2 separate regions of the Mus musculus genome follow, and region 2 is linked to region 1. The links are chromatin contacts, called in public Hi-C maps. All regions are on one chromosome and are shown on one strand. Each heading gives the region's core, a stretch centred on a gene start, on an enhancer-like site or on the middle of the called end of the contact. The rest is flanking DNA. Distances are from core to core; before and after follow the strand shown. Region 1 holds the start of Fbxo28 (F-box protein 28). Region 2 has its middle 21 kb from the start of Capn2.

Region 1 (7,361 bases), core at 3,477-5,976:
ACCCCAATCAAACTCAGTGGGTAGGAAAAAAGAAGCCCAGACTTGGCAGAGGATTTGCTGGGATGAGGGTTCAGGCTACAGCTCCACTGATAGTAGACACTACTTGTTAGAGGTCTGGGCAGCTCCTGTCAGTGCCAGCCAGAGCGCATGGATCTTTGGGACACATCAGAGATCCAACTGACAGTACAGGGGAAACAAACACAGCTGGCTTCTATGAAGTGATTAAAAATGTTTGATTCTTCTTTTCATGTTTTATGTGTACACATTAACCTCTGTAGGCACATGTGCATGCTAAGAAATAAGGTGATTTTCTATAATCTCTTTCTTTCTTTCTTTCTTTTTGGTTATTGATCTTTTGAGACAGGGTTTCTCTGTGTACTCTTGGCTGTCTTGGAACTCACTCTGTAGACCAGGCAGGTTTGCAACTCATCGAACTGCCTGCCTCTGCTTCTGCCTCTGCCTCTGCCTCCCAAGTGCTGGGATTAAAGGCGTGTGCTAGGTCACTTTACTCTTAAAGTACTGTCTCTTAAACCCAGAGCTTGCCAGTACCAGCTAGGATGGACAGCTAGCTTGTTTCTGGGCCCTCTACTTTTAGCGGCTAGAATTCCAAGTAGTCTGCCACTTCCACCTGCTTATATGTGTCGGTTTTGGAAGCTGAACTCTCATTCTTCTGACTGCTAAGCAAAAGTTCTAACTGCTGAGCCCCTTCTCCACCCCCGTCCTGCCAATATTCATAGACATTTCTCCTCGCCGAAGGCCGTCAGTTCTGGAGAGCATGCTTCTCACTCTGTGGAATAGGGCACAGGTGGAAGCCACCTAGCAGCAATAGCAGTCAAGACTATTCTTCCAGGTTTGAGCGCGTCTCAATCCCTCTCCTCAAGCCTCTTCGTGTCTTCAGACTCTGCAGGTTCCTCTGCGGGTAGTGCTCTATTTGTGCATGGTCAACTCCTCTCATAACGAGGAAGCGGAGACCCACTCTCTCCCTCCCAGGTATCCAGTTGAGGTTTCTGGAGCAATACAGCAATACTATGATGCATTGTTACACTGACAGCTAATGGATGTGTGCTTTGTGTTCTTGTGCTTTGTAAAAGTTTCTAAGGTAACCTCTTAGGATCATGACTTTTAAAGAATATAAAGGTATACTGAAACAGAAAAGATCGGGAACTTCTAGGATACAGTAAGGAACAAGTCAGAGACATGCCCAATTCTAAGCAAAAGGAAAGGCCTCTTCATCGTCCTTCATATTTCCTACCACCAACCCAGTCTACAACTTTCAGCTTTCTAAAGCTTGAAGAAACCCCATGAAAGGCGCTATAAATAGCAGATTCAATTCTCTAGAGTGATCCAGACAAATATCTTGGGATGGAGCATCATGGTTTTTATATACTTGGTTGCTAACTGGAAATTTCTATTCCAGATAACAAGCAAGAATTCTTGATACAGTCACATTTATGTTCTGAAATACTAATTTCACTCTATTTGCATGAACACCACTTGAGTTACAGGGGAACCAATGACAGCATCTTTACTATCTTGAAAATTCTCCCAACAGAACACTCGGTTCATGAGCCAAAAGAACATGTTCAAAGGTAAGTTTGTTCTGTTCTCTAAGGGTGGAATCTCCATTCTTACCTTTGACTACTTGTTTCTAAGCATCTCAGGTACTTATTAGGGATCTGTCTGCTTAACACGCCAAAGCACCAGGAAAGCAACCAACTCAAAGTACACACCTCCTCATCTGAAAAGTTGTATTCAGCCAAATACATTTTAATACATTGTAGGAATTAATTATTTAAAGCTATTTCTGTGGGACCAGGATTTCTAGGCTGCATATGTTTGGGGAACAAAATTTAGTGGTAGAAAAATAGCCAATTCAATAAGGCATTCAAGACAGACCCTGAGAAATCAGTAGACTGGAAAATCAAATCTCAATTATTTGTTACAGGAGGCAAGTACTATCACCAACTAACCTGAACAAATAAATGAAATTCAGCTGAGGCAACTTCAGGCTAGAGATCTCGTCCAAAAGTATAGACTATTAATATTAAGTACTTGGGTTATATACCTGCCCTGTAAGTTAGGTGTTAGGAATAGGGAAACATGAGGTCTCTCAGGATGAGGCAAGAAAGAAAACTGGAAGGAAGAGAACAAGCAAAATGCCATCTCAACAGTGTGTCTGTCAACTAGCCCACGGGTCAGCATGCAGCTGAATGGAAGCCAGTTGTGCTCGCTCTCAGCACTGCTCCCTCCCGCACTTGGCCAGTCTTAGGGCTTACTCAAGAAAACACAATTAAAAAGAACTTAGGTAATACATACAGCAGATGCCAACACACACTTAAGTCTCTTGAATTTTTGGCAAATGATTTAGGTAAAAATAACCACTTCAATTAAAAAGATCTGTACAAAGAGCCTAATGAGGCAATGTCTCTTTTCTATTATTTCACAAAAAAGAGCGTAATTAAATTAATGCTGACACCTAGTGACAAGAAAGTACATCTGTATGTCACCTGAATTGTATTTTCTGAAACCAATGAATCTAAAACCTTAATTTCCATAAAAACCCAGTGACATCAGATTAAGAAAGGACCTCGCCTTCTGTTTCTAAAACCACGCTGGTTTGTATAAACCTGGCTGGGAGCGGGGAGGGAGGGGTGCCATAGGGACTCCTTAAGAAAAATGCTTTCAATTACAAATCAAGCCAGGAAAAGGCTTAGGATACAATATGCAGCTATACATTTCACATGAAAGAGATGATGATTATTAATAATTGTGAGGCCCATTTCACCTCAGGTCTCCAAGCAGTCTATTTTCTCCTCTTCACACTTTTGTTTGTTTGTTTGTTTAAAGAAAAGGAAAAATGAGAGTTAAAGCTGACAGAGCATTTATCTAGTAGAATCAAGGCTGAACTCCAGATTGGTGGCCAAACAGTAACACACAAAACAAAACAACAATGAATGAAAAGAAGGAAAAACGACCAACAAACCAATAAAACCCCGTTTTTCTCAACACTTAACAACAACAACAAAAAACCTGTGAACATTCCAAGCTTTTCAAAGCCATTGTCTGGCTGGCTGGCTGAATTCAATCAAATGTTATGCCCAATTGCCAAACGCAATTGTATATACAGCATACATTTTGGTCAAGTACCAAGCTTTATAAAATATAAAGGAAATATTTACCACTCTACACGAAATCCTAGGATGATGCTTTGAAAATCTAGGACAACTGTATTCTGAAATACCTACTCTAAACAGAAGAAATTTTCCATTCCACAGAGTGTGGGGAAACACACACAAAACCTGCCCCGGAGTTTGAATGAATGACTGCAAGCTGTTTTTAAAGATGATTTCCTTTGAAACACAATACTGGTCAATTTAGAGATGGAAGAATAGGGCTAAAATATGGCATAGCGATGAATAAGTAACCGCCACACACAGCACATTCAGAAAGATGTCTTTGTCCTTTTATCAACAATCCCGAGCACATTTAAGTGACTACATCAAACCAGCTCACAACCACTTCAAAATGTCCACCTCCTCCAATTTCCTAACCACCTAAGGGGAAATACCCCGGTAGGAAGTGAGATATCTTCCTGAACCAAGTAATTCATCAAATCTTCGGTCAAACCTCAGGGATGTAGTAAAATTCCAATGGCAATTTTTTTTCTTTTTAAATTTTGGCTAGGACAATGTGTTATTTTTAGGGTATAATAAGTAAACCACTCCGACTGCAGGAGGGTGGGCTTGAAGCACATTTGAAAAAAAAAAGCAAACAAGCGGGAGGGGGTAATAGCTTGACAAGGGGACAAGTTGCTTCGCTATAGTAAGGAGTGTCAGGGAGGCAAAGCCAGTCAGGTCATCATCTCCCAGGGCTCTACTTTAGTGAGCAACTAAGGCTCTGGGGTTTTAAACGCACAACACAACTGCAATCTTAGAACCGCAACTGGGGCTCAAGGGGGAGCGGGGGGGGGTGGGGGGGGGACAGCCAAACCCCCTTCATCCTTTTCAAGCAGAAAGCCTGGGTTGGAGGGACAATACACACTATTCTTGCAACACAACCCAAGCCTGGCTGGGATCCTCTGCCCACTTGGGAGTGAACTCCAGAGCCCGAGCGGGCAGTCGAGGCAGGCGCCTGCCCCTTCGGGAGTCCCTGTCGCCGGTCCAGCCGGGCGGAGGGCACCAAGCCCCGCTCCGTTACTTCTCGCAGGCGGGCGCGTCCCGGGCTAGGGGCGAGGAGACCCTCGGGGCGGGGCGAGGCGCAGAGCGGAGCCTCGCCCGCCCGGCGGTCGCGATGCCAGCGCGGCAGCAGCAAGCACCCCGCCGGCCGTCGCCAGCGCCACTTCCCGGCTGCCGGGGACGCGCGCGCTCCGTGTCCCGAGCCGGCGGGGCTCCCTCCCCAGGAACGCGCCGCCCTCGCCGGTCCTCCCCAGGCCTCGGCCCTCACCAGGCGGAGCTGGCTAATTTCGTCGTAGGACATAAAGCTGAGGATGTTCTCGATGGCTACGATGGGCAGCGCCACCAGTGTGTTGTTTTGGGGCAGGTGGTCCGGTGCCAGCGCGGGCGCGGCGGGTGCCTGGGACCCGGGCGGCGGGGCCTGCGACGGGGGCGCCGGGGGCTGTCGCTGAGCGGAGCCGGCAGCCGAACAGGAGCCGCCGTCGCCGTGGCCGCCGCCTCCTTCCTCAGCCATCCGCTCCTCAGACGCCGCCGCCATCTTGGGAGTTTGATTCCTTCCTCCAATGTAAGGGGATCGGGACACTTCCTGTGCGTCACTTCCTCCTCCTGGGGGGGGGGGAGCTTAAGGAGAGGGAGGAGCTCGTGGGATGACAGCTGGAAAGAGAGGCGAGCTTTCGGTGCGTCCATCGGAAAGGAGGGAAGATAGTGCACACTTCAAGAGAGGTGGTCGTTGTAGCTCTTTAAAATCGGAGACTGCCTTGTTAGAGTGGAAACGAGCAAGGATTCCGCAAACCCTAAGAAAGGCGGTCGTCATAGTCCCTTTCATCTGATAAAAGGAACGACAATGGAGCAGTTTTCTTTAAAAGCAACTCGCCAAAGGATGATAAAAACCATATCACCTTCATAAGTTTAGACGGAAATTTGTATTTAGATCAGCATCTCCCAAGAGTCACAGTGATAATTGCAGCATATAAAAAGGAATAAAACACCGCTAGTTTAAAACTACAAGACAACAGGTAAACCCTGAAAGCACATTAATGAAATAAAAACACAGAGTCACACACCATACGACTACTTTTATGTGAAATGCCCTATGTAGGCAGGTCCATAGAGTCAGGGGCGAGAGAGAGAGAGAGAGAGAGAGAGCACAAGCGAGCTTACAACACTTGGTGCACTTCCAGAAGACCCGAGTTTGGTTTCCAGCACTAACACTGGCCTTTGGTTTCCAGCACCAACACTGGCCTTTGGTTTCCAGCACCAACAACTGGCTGGTTTACAACTGCTTAACTGAAACAGAGTGGATTCGTGGTTGGTGGAAGTTGGGAATAAGGGAAGTGTGGAAGACAACAGACAGTTAATGGGTGCATTGTTTCTCACTGGAGGAATAGCCAGTGCTCTTAACCTCTAAGCCATCTCTCCAGTACCTGAATTGTGTGCTTAAAAAAAAAAAAAAAAAAAAGACTTTTATTCTCTGTGAATCAATTTAGGTGAGAACCAATGAAAAGATGCTAAAACCAGAAGACAAGCCTGTGGTAAGGTGTAGCACGTAGTCTCAAAATAACCCACTTCTCATGTAATGCATTAATCACAAAATAAGAAAGGTATGATACAGAAATTCAGGGAACAGGCTTATAATCACATGATTAGGAGTACCACCACAAGTTGTGGGAGGAAAGATCATCACGTGCCTCTTACTAGGACGCCCCATAGGTGACCCAGCATAATGTAGTATTATTTCATGCATAAAAATACACACTCTGCATCTGAAGTAAACAAAGTCAGGTTGGACTTGGTGGTGGTTTGGGTAAGATTGTTTCCTACAAGTTCAGATATTTGAACACTCAGTTCTGAGTTGGCCTTGCGCTTTGGGGTTTCTTTGGGAGGTGGGGCCTAGCTGAAGGAGGCGTGTCACTAGTAGACAGTGATTGCTTATAGTCCCACTCAACTTCCAGTTTGCTCTCTGGTGGTTTGTGCTGGAGGGTGAAGATGTGGTCTCTCAGCTTCCAGCTCCTCCCGCCATGCTTGCCACTTCATGCTGTGTCTCCTCGCCATGATGGACTCTTTCTTCTGTAACTTGCCTTCGTCCTGGTATTTTATCACGGTGACAGAAAAGTGACTAACGTACAGACTTGAACCTGTACTGATTCTGTCTTTGACTCCCATGATTCCAGTTCTTAGGTTTCATCCAGGATAACCAAAGTTCCGGTGCATGAGCCGTCTCGAGCACATTCAAACCACACGCACATCACAGAGGGCTGGTTAGTATTCAATATGTATTTTATGTCTAACTGTTTTCCAGACGTTTGCATATTCATAATGCGTTGATTTTCTCCCTACTAATAGACTGTAATTTTACTTTTGTGCTTAGGGCGTTGCTACCTCTTCAGAGAACCAATTTCAATTTAGTCTAAATGGAAATGATTTTCTACCTAGACTTATTAAAGTTAGAAGCTTTCTTGATGGGTTAAGTTGAAATAGAATTTCTATAAGAGGAGACGAGTTAAGTACATTATAGAAACTCTCACATGAAAAAGAGCTTACAGAGCATCCTGTAAAAGTGGACCATCATCCCCTCAGTCAGCTCTTGTGGTTTGTCAATCCACTCCTTACACACAGCTGCTGTGTGAATGGATCCTACAAACTGCAATCCTTTCCCCATAACTCTCCGTATAAGGACCACCGATTAATGCTCAGATCTTTTGGTCTGAACCACAGAATACAAGTTTGGGACTAATTTTAAGCAGTTCCTGCCACTCAGCTCATTCCAATTTTTCTCTCTTTATATACATGAGATTCCAACCGTTACATTCCCCATGCTTGTTTGAGGATAATATTGTTATTGGAAGCACTTGGAATTGAACTCATGGCCCTGTGTGTGCTAGTCACATACTCCACCATCCAGTTATAGCCACAGCCCCTAAAAGTGTTCACAAAGAGAATTTCAAAGCAAATGGTAGTCTGGTTTTAATTTTTAAAGTCGGCCTTTATTTTGGATAGAGTTACCGACCAAAACGAACAGGTGCACTCTGAGGAGAAATTCTGAATTCCAAATGTAGTTTCATGCCAGCCAGATATCAGGAGTGCTTTACAAGACAGCAGTTTCCAGTAGGGGATGGACACACACTTCTCAAGATTCACCTGTGTCTAGTTTCGTGCTTGGGAGATGTGAAAGAGAATGAGATCTTCCTT
Region 2 (7,361 bases), core at 3,570-6,069, 200 kb after region 1:
AAGAGAGAAACAGACTTGGAACGATTTTGTGTTCCAGGAAACACGTTTCGGTCCAAGGATGATGTCACAGGAGTGCACTCTGATAAGGCAAGGCCATGTAAAAGCCCTTGCTTTGAGCTTTTAATGAGCATATTACAATGACACACTTCTTTGAACTTAATACCAACATCCGTCTGTAACTCCCATTTTGTGTGACATTTTATCTTCGAGGTAATTTTCTAAAGATGTCTTGTCTAAGTAGGTATAAAAAGACCAGAAAAAAGAGCTAAAGTTGTTGGTTGAATGGTTTGGGTTGGGGAGCTCTGCCCCATTGTCAATATGTTTCTGTGTAGGTATACGTGTATGCATGTAAGCATGCATGAACACTTGTGGCGTTGATGGTGGCAGATAGTCAGGCCTGGCCAGAATGTGGGTGTATAAATGATTGGATGTATACGTGTCTGTGCATATTTGCCTGTACATAGCATCTTAATTCTTTTCCTTAACTTCCTCTCTGTTTCACAAAGTGTCAACCAGTTTATCTGGTTTAGCTGGCTGATTCACCGGAGAAAGGGGCACCTGCAATAAATCTTTTCACCTATCTCCTGCTGTTTTATGATGAGGGGCTAAACAGTTTCTCACCTCAGAGGAATTCAGACAGGCAGGTTAGCTACCACAGCTAAGTGATGTAGGCTTAAGGCAGGTAAATGTTTTATTATTACACAGCAACCCTAGACAGGTCTTCCCTTGCCCCCACCCCCACCCCGCACTCTTCCCCTTACTTGCCTCAAGAAGAACCAAACAACAAAGAAGAATCACGGAGTTGGCCCCTGGCAATCTCTCCCACTGTGGTATCAGTCCTTTCTTGGTTTTCCAAAGTCTTTCCTCCCTCAGTCTCTCTTTGGGATAGAGTCTATTTAATTTTTTTCTTATCCTGACATGTCTCTGTTGCCAGGCCACACAGAGGTAGGTTCTAGACTGCCAGCATACCTGGCACCCACCCCTGATGGTTTAATACAGACTTTGATAATTAGTTTTACTTCCCCCTGTATCCAAAGTTTTTGCATATTGTGTTTTAATTTCCACTTGATCCTAGGGAATTTTAGAATGTGCCTATTGATCCTTCAGCAGCTCGTTGATAACAGTGTGTGCCTGGCTCACTGATGACAGCGTGTGCCTGCTCTCACATTGCTGTGTATTTTCTCTGTTACTCCTGCCGGTGGTTTCTAGCTTTATCGTATTATGTATGATATGCTAAGATATGAACCACAGATCTTGTGGATCTGTGTCTTGGCAGAGTACCTGGCACTTGGAAAGTGCTTTTGTAAAGGTTTGCTGAATGACTGATAGAGACACAGAGCTTTCCCAAGGCAAAGATTGTTGGCATCTTTGATTTTGGTTGGGCAGGGATGCTGTTGGCCTTATATCCTACATTTAAAATGGGGCATGACCTATCATCCCCCTTTACAAGATGTCATGGTCTGAATATACTTGGCTCTGGAGTAGGCACTATTTGGAGGTGTGGCCTTGTTGGAGTAGGCATGGCACTGGGGGTGTGGTCTTTAAGACCCTCATCCTAGCTGCCTGGAAGCCAGTCTTCCACTAGCAGCCTTCAGATGAGGATATAGCACTCTCAGCTCTGCCGGCACCATGCCTGCCTGGCATGCTACCATGTTCCTGCCTTGATTATAATGGGCTGAACCTCTGAACCTGTAAGCCAGCCCCAATTAAATGTCCTTATAGGAGTTGCCTTGGTCATGGTGTCTGTTCACAACAGTCAAACCCTAACTAAGACACAGGAGAACCCCTTCCCCTAAGGTGGCTTCTCTACAGGAGAATGACCTTGGGACCCAGACCCTGCAAGCACTTCCTGTAGTCTCCTTTTCTTACTCTCTGTAGCTCAGCCCATCCCTAAACTGTGAGTTCTGGCTGATATGAGAGTTTGAGGGTTCAGGTTAAAGAAATCTTTGGGGGAGTCCATTTGGGATCAGGCTGCCCTTTCACACATGGCTCAGCTCCTCCCTATTTCCCTCAGGGCATTTTGGGATCCAATCATGGAAGCCAGGGAGAGTCTGGCATCTCTCAGCCTCTTGAGAATAGTATGTTGGTGCGGTGACTAGGGTGGTGGTAGTGTGGGATGGGAGTTTTGAAGAAAACATGCATGATTCAGTGGTATATTTAAGTATGATAAAGAAGACTATTCTGAACCATCATAATAGAAAACAAGACCATGGTGATGGGGTTTCTGAGCAAGGAAGCCAGGGAGCTAGTGGGAAGTGACAGTCAAGTGACAGTCAAGGAGCAGGTCTGGGTCAGTAGGTGGAAGCCTCAGGGTATGGGGATTGGATTAACCCAGTTATTTATAACTCAGTTACCAGAGTCATCACCGAGACTTGTCCCTGGCAAAGAGCAACCCCTGGGAGGATGGGTTTGTTTTGCTTGTGGTTTGAGAGGGCAGAGTAGTCTATCATTGTGGGAAGGCATGGCAGAGACTGTGGCTGGCACGCTTTGGATCTGTGCACACCAGCAAGCAGAGACAGGCGAGGTCGGTGCTCAGTGGCCTTTCTCCTTCTTCCTTTTTCATGTCCCAAGCTTTAGCTCACAAGGTAGCGTCACCTACACCTCATTTAAACCACTCTAGAGGCAGTGTTGTGAGCCACACCCTAGGATATGCCTCATTGCTGCCCAACATGTTTCTTAACTCAATCAAGTTGACAGTCAAAACCAGCCATCACACTCACCTAACAGCATTTTTGATGAAGCCAAGTCAGGTGATCAGACATCCAAAGATAGTGGGTGACAGAGACCTCATTAGACATTGATGCTAAACAGAATGTGGGTGGAGGGATTCTTTATTTTTTCATTCATTCTTTCATTCATTCATTCACTCATTTGTGTATGTATGTGGTGTATGTGTGTGTATGTGTGTGTTTGGGGGTAATCATGCACATATATTGCATGCATGCATATGTGTGTGTGTGTGTGTGTGTGTGTGTGTGTAGGTCACAGGACAATCTGAAGGAGTCTGTTCCCTTTCACCATGTTGTTCCTAGACAGTGGTTTTCAACCTATGGGTCACGACCCCTTTGGGGGGGTCACAATATGCTTTTACAGGGGTCGCATGTCAGATATCCTGCATATCATTTATATTACAACTTGTAACGCTTGCAAAATTACAACTATGAAGAGCAATGAAAATAACTTTACGGTTGGGATCACGGGAACCCGAGGAGCTAACTGTACTAAAGGGTGAGAACCACTGTTCCAGGGATGGAGCTGAGGTTGTCGGGCATGCCAGCAAGCACCTTAAATTCTGGCTGTCCTGAGAATGGGCATATTAAGGTGACTTAATAGAGTTCTTTGTTAAAAGTACTCAGAATTGAGAGTTCATCTTGGAAGATTTTACCTTTGATGAGTATGAAGTGCCCCTCCTTGTCTTTTTTGATAACTTTGGGTTGGAAGTCGATTTTATTCTATATTAGGATGGCTACTCCAGCTTGTTTCTTTGGACCATTTGCTTGAAAAATTGTTTTCCAGCCTTTTACTCTGAGGTAGTGTCTGTCTTTGTCTCTGACATGTGTTTCCTGTATGCAGCAAAATGTTGGGTCCTGTTTACGTAGCCAGTCTGTTTGTCTGTCTTTTTATTGGGGAATTGAGTCCATTGATATTAAGAGATATTAAAGAAAAGTAATTATTGCTTCCTGTTATTTTTGTTGTTACAGTTGGGGTTTTGCTCTTGCAGAAGGACCATGCAGAGACTGCCCTATTCAGGGATCCGTTACATAATCAACCACCAAACGCAGACACTATTGCATATGCCAGCAAGTTTTGCCGACAGGACCCTGATGTAGCTGACTCTAGTGAGGCTATGCCAGTGCCTGACAAATATAGAAGTGGATGCTCACAGTCATCTATTGAATGGAACACATGGCTCCCAATGGAGGAGCTAGAGAAAGTACCCAAGGAGCTGAAGGGGTCTATAACCCTATAGGAGGAACAACAATATGAACTAACCAGTATCCCCTGAGCTCATGTCTCTAGCTGCATATGAAGCAGAAGATGGCCTAATCGGCCATCATTGGGAGGAGAGGCCCTTGGTCTTACAAAAATTATATGCCCCAATACAGGGGAATACCTGGGCCAGAAAGCAGGAATGGGTGGGTTGGAGAGCAGGGTTGGGGGGAGGTATAAGGGACTTTTGGGATAGCATTTGAGTTGTAAATGAAGAAAATATCTTTTTAAAAAAAAAAGTACTCAGAAGTACTCAGGAGGTTCAGGAGCCGGACCAAAGTTTGGTCACACAAAGAATCTTTGTGTAGGTGCTGGTGGAGGCCAGAGGCGAACCTTGCAGGTACACAGAGGCCAAAGAGTGTATGATGTGGTGACCTGTGACAGTGTATCAAAGGGAAGGAGCCTGTGTGATAGGTGTGGTTGGAGAGGGATCAATATAGACCCTGTCACAGGAGAGCCAAGGGCATGGAGATGCACCCCTGGGAGCAAAGCTCTGGCCAGAAGCAATCTCCTACACCCCCAGCCCAGCTGACTCCCTCTCCTGCAGACCTGGGAAGGACTTGGGTTTCTTGATGACAATGACACCCTGCATCTTCCCCACCCCCCACTCCCCACGCCAACACCCACCTCCTATTCCCTCACAATGGCACCCAGCGCTCTCATCCCAGTCACACTGACAGCTGTCAGGAGAGAACTTCTGTCTTTACTCTTGTGTGGAGCTCAGACGGTTTCTTTGAGTACAGACAACTGCAAAGTTCCCTGAGATTGCCTGAGCAAACATGAATCCTCTAAATACCCAAACCGTGCAGGGACCAGTCGGTGGTGGATGATGTCACAACCAGTCAGAAAGGACAAAATGGCGGCTGCAAAGGCCTCTTTGATGTTTCGTTGGCTCCACCGTGTGGCAAAATATAGTAATGTTATTTCAAGAAAAAAATTAAGTCAGCAGTACAGAAAAGAAATCTCTACCTAAAAGGCCTTTCCAGCATAAGCAATTAAAATTAGCAAAGTGCACTGGTGTATTTATCAATATTCAGATTTCAAAGCCCTCTGGCTGATACCAACTCCTTCACAATATGTATGTAATATCTGTCTCTGTTATTCATGCATTTACCAATTGTCCATCATAGCCGATCTATGTATGTATGTGTATGTATCTATAATCAATTTATCATCTATCTATGTGTCTGTCTATAATCTTACTATTATATATCTATAATCTATTTGTATCATCATCTATCTACAATCTATTATTCATATTTCTATCATCTATCATTATCTATGTATCTATCATCTATCATCACAATCTACTCATCTACCTAATTATCTGTCTATCTATCTATCTATCTATCATTCATCTACCATCTCTCTATCAATCAATTATAGCCTATCAATAATCTATCATTATCTATCATCTATTATATCTGTCTATAGTCTATCACAATCTACCTATTATCTATCATTTATCTATCATCTCTCACTCACTGTCTCTATCATTTATCTACCATTTATCTATCTGTTATCTCTTACACTCTTTCTATCCTCTATTATCTACCTATAATCTGTCTACCTCTACTTTTAACATGCACACAGGAATCTGCCTCTAAGAACCCTTCGTTTTGTGTTTGTCCCTGCTGGCTGAGGCTTGGGGACTGTGGTAGGCTGAGTAACAGCTTCCTGAAGATGACCACACCCTAATTTCCCAAAGCTGCACTGTGGTACTTTGTAGGGTAAAAAGGAGGCCAGGAAGTGAAGCGATGCGAGGCAGAGGCAGTCCATAAACCACAGTATGCAGTCAGTGTCTAAACACAGAGGGTGGCAAGTGCATGAACTCCTGCATGCAGGGGAGCTCTGGATGTAATCTAGTGAGGTTGACTGGGACCCTTCAGCTCTTGAGCCACTCCATTTGTCACTGCAGCCGTAAGAAAGTCATGCAGCAGGAGGGTGCCACTCCGTATGGAGCCTGGGAGGCCGAACCGTAACTACTTTCCCTATGCTTTGGGGATTGGTTCTCAGGCACATCACTCAGGACATGGCTGTGGAGCAAGTTCTCAGCAAAGGGAGTGGAAAGACGATTTCTTTGTGGGATGCTGGCGTGACCTTTGGGGTCCACTGCTACAAATAGCCGAAGATGGATGAGTCTGTCCAGTGTCTGATGTCTGGCAAGTTTAGGATCATCACTCCGGAGCCTCTGGATCCCTCTATGTCTTATTATTTTCTGTCTTAAAGGTTTCAATTTTCACATGTTAATTATACACCAGACTTTTATTATTGCATGTTCATGTGTTTTGATTGTGTGACCCCATGACTACCCTCTCTGGTCTTCCCTCACTCTGCAGATCCCCTTCTTCCCAGTTAGTCCTCCTTCCTTCACAACTCTCCCCTCTCTTTGGGGAGAACCAGTCACTATAATTAACGTTACTATCAGAAACAGGGATGTAAGATAACTTATTGGCGCATGGGCATCTCTCCAATGGCTACACCACTGAAGAAGTGTTTCGCCCTCAACTACCACTGATTGCCTGTAGATCCTCAGGGTTGGGCCTCCCTCATCCATGACAGAAGGTTTAGAGACCCAATCTTTTATAACCTGTTTTAAAGAAAACATTTTAGCAACATTTTATCAATTCTTTGACACATTGACCACATTTACTCCCCTCCCCCAACTCCTCTCACTACTACCCTCTCCATCCCTTCCCACCCACATTGAGACTTTTCTTTTTTTCTCCATTGAGTCCAGTCTATGTTGCCCAGCTAGTCTTGGGTGGGGTTCTCGCCTGGTGTGTTGTCAATCTCCCAGGGTCATATCATTAGAAAAGACTGACTCTTTCTCTCCCTGAAACTATCAAAGAGCGATTGCTCCTCAGTTTACGGGAGGGAGTTATGTCCACCCCCGTCCCCACCACTGGGATCTTCTCTGGTTGGACTGGCACAGGTCTCGGGCGTATTGTCACAATTGTTTTGAGTTTGTTGTGGGGTAGTCACCAGAGAAGACTGTTCAGACATGGGTTTAAGACAAAAGAAAGTCTTCATTAGCTAGTCAGCTGGGTAATTTGGAAGCCCCGAGCATTTCTCAGGGTGAGCTTTTAAGCATAAAAACCAAGTCCTGGGCTGACACACTTCAGTTAACGAGAAACGTTAGCCAGAAGCAGAACTACAGAAGCCAAAAGGCAAGGTTAGCATATTTAAAGACTTTTCTAGAATTGTGGACTTTGGTTGATTGGGTCTTTAGTTTTAGTTTTGGCTGGTGGCGCTGTCTATGTGCTGAGTTTTACAGCCTGGTTGGTGCTTCCGAATAGAGTCAGTTGTGCTAAGGTCTAGGGGTCCTGTTATAAGTTCCTATGTACATCTGCCCTGTTGTGTCTAGAAAG

Evidence for each region. A called contact is a pair of places that touch in the nucleus more often than the background predicts.
Region 2: a Hi-C map of nephron progenitors shows a contact between it and region 1, with 2.5 times the contacts expected there. The contact joins the enhancer-like site here to the promoter of Fbxo28 in region 1. A contact is called at or near these places in 11 of 39 promoter capture datasets (the 3T3-L1 cell line, the C10 cell line, the HPC-7 cell line and 7 more), 1 of 15 datasets of contacts at CTCF or cohesin (pro-B cells), 15 of 484 Hi-C or Micro-C datasets (the Ba/F3 cell line, CD4 T cells, the MC38 cell line and 9 more), 19 of 115 datasets of contacts at active chromatin or transcription factors (the NIH/3T3 cell line, the SCID.adh cell line, acute myeloid leukemia and 9 more) and 4 of 9 other capture datasets (adipose tissue, embryonic stem cells, liver and 1 more).

What each region holds. Positions count from the first base shown.
Region 1 is chr1:182,336,880-182,344,240 of GRCm38.p6, forward strand. It overlaps Fbxo28 (F-box protein 28), which reads right to left and starts at 4,727. Exons shown (of 5, transcript NM_175127.2): 1 at 4,444-4,727. The coding sequence starts at 4,710.
Region 2 is chr1:182,534,697-182,542,057 of GRCm38.p6, forward strand. No RefSeq gene overlaps it. Among named protein-coding and RNA genes, the nearest start is that of Capn2, 21 kb to the left of the region's middle. Within about 2 kb of position 4,820, at least 186 of the 459 cell types and tissues checked have an H3K27ac peak or open chromatin away from gene starts, as enhancers often do. A contact at or near this core is called in the Ba/F3 cell line, the HPC-7 cell line, the MC38 cell line and 14 more, where this site is marked.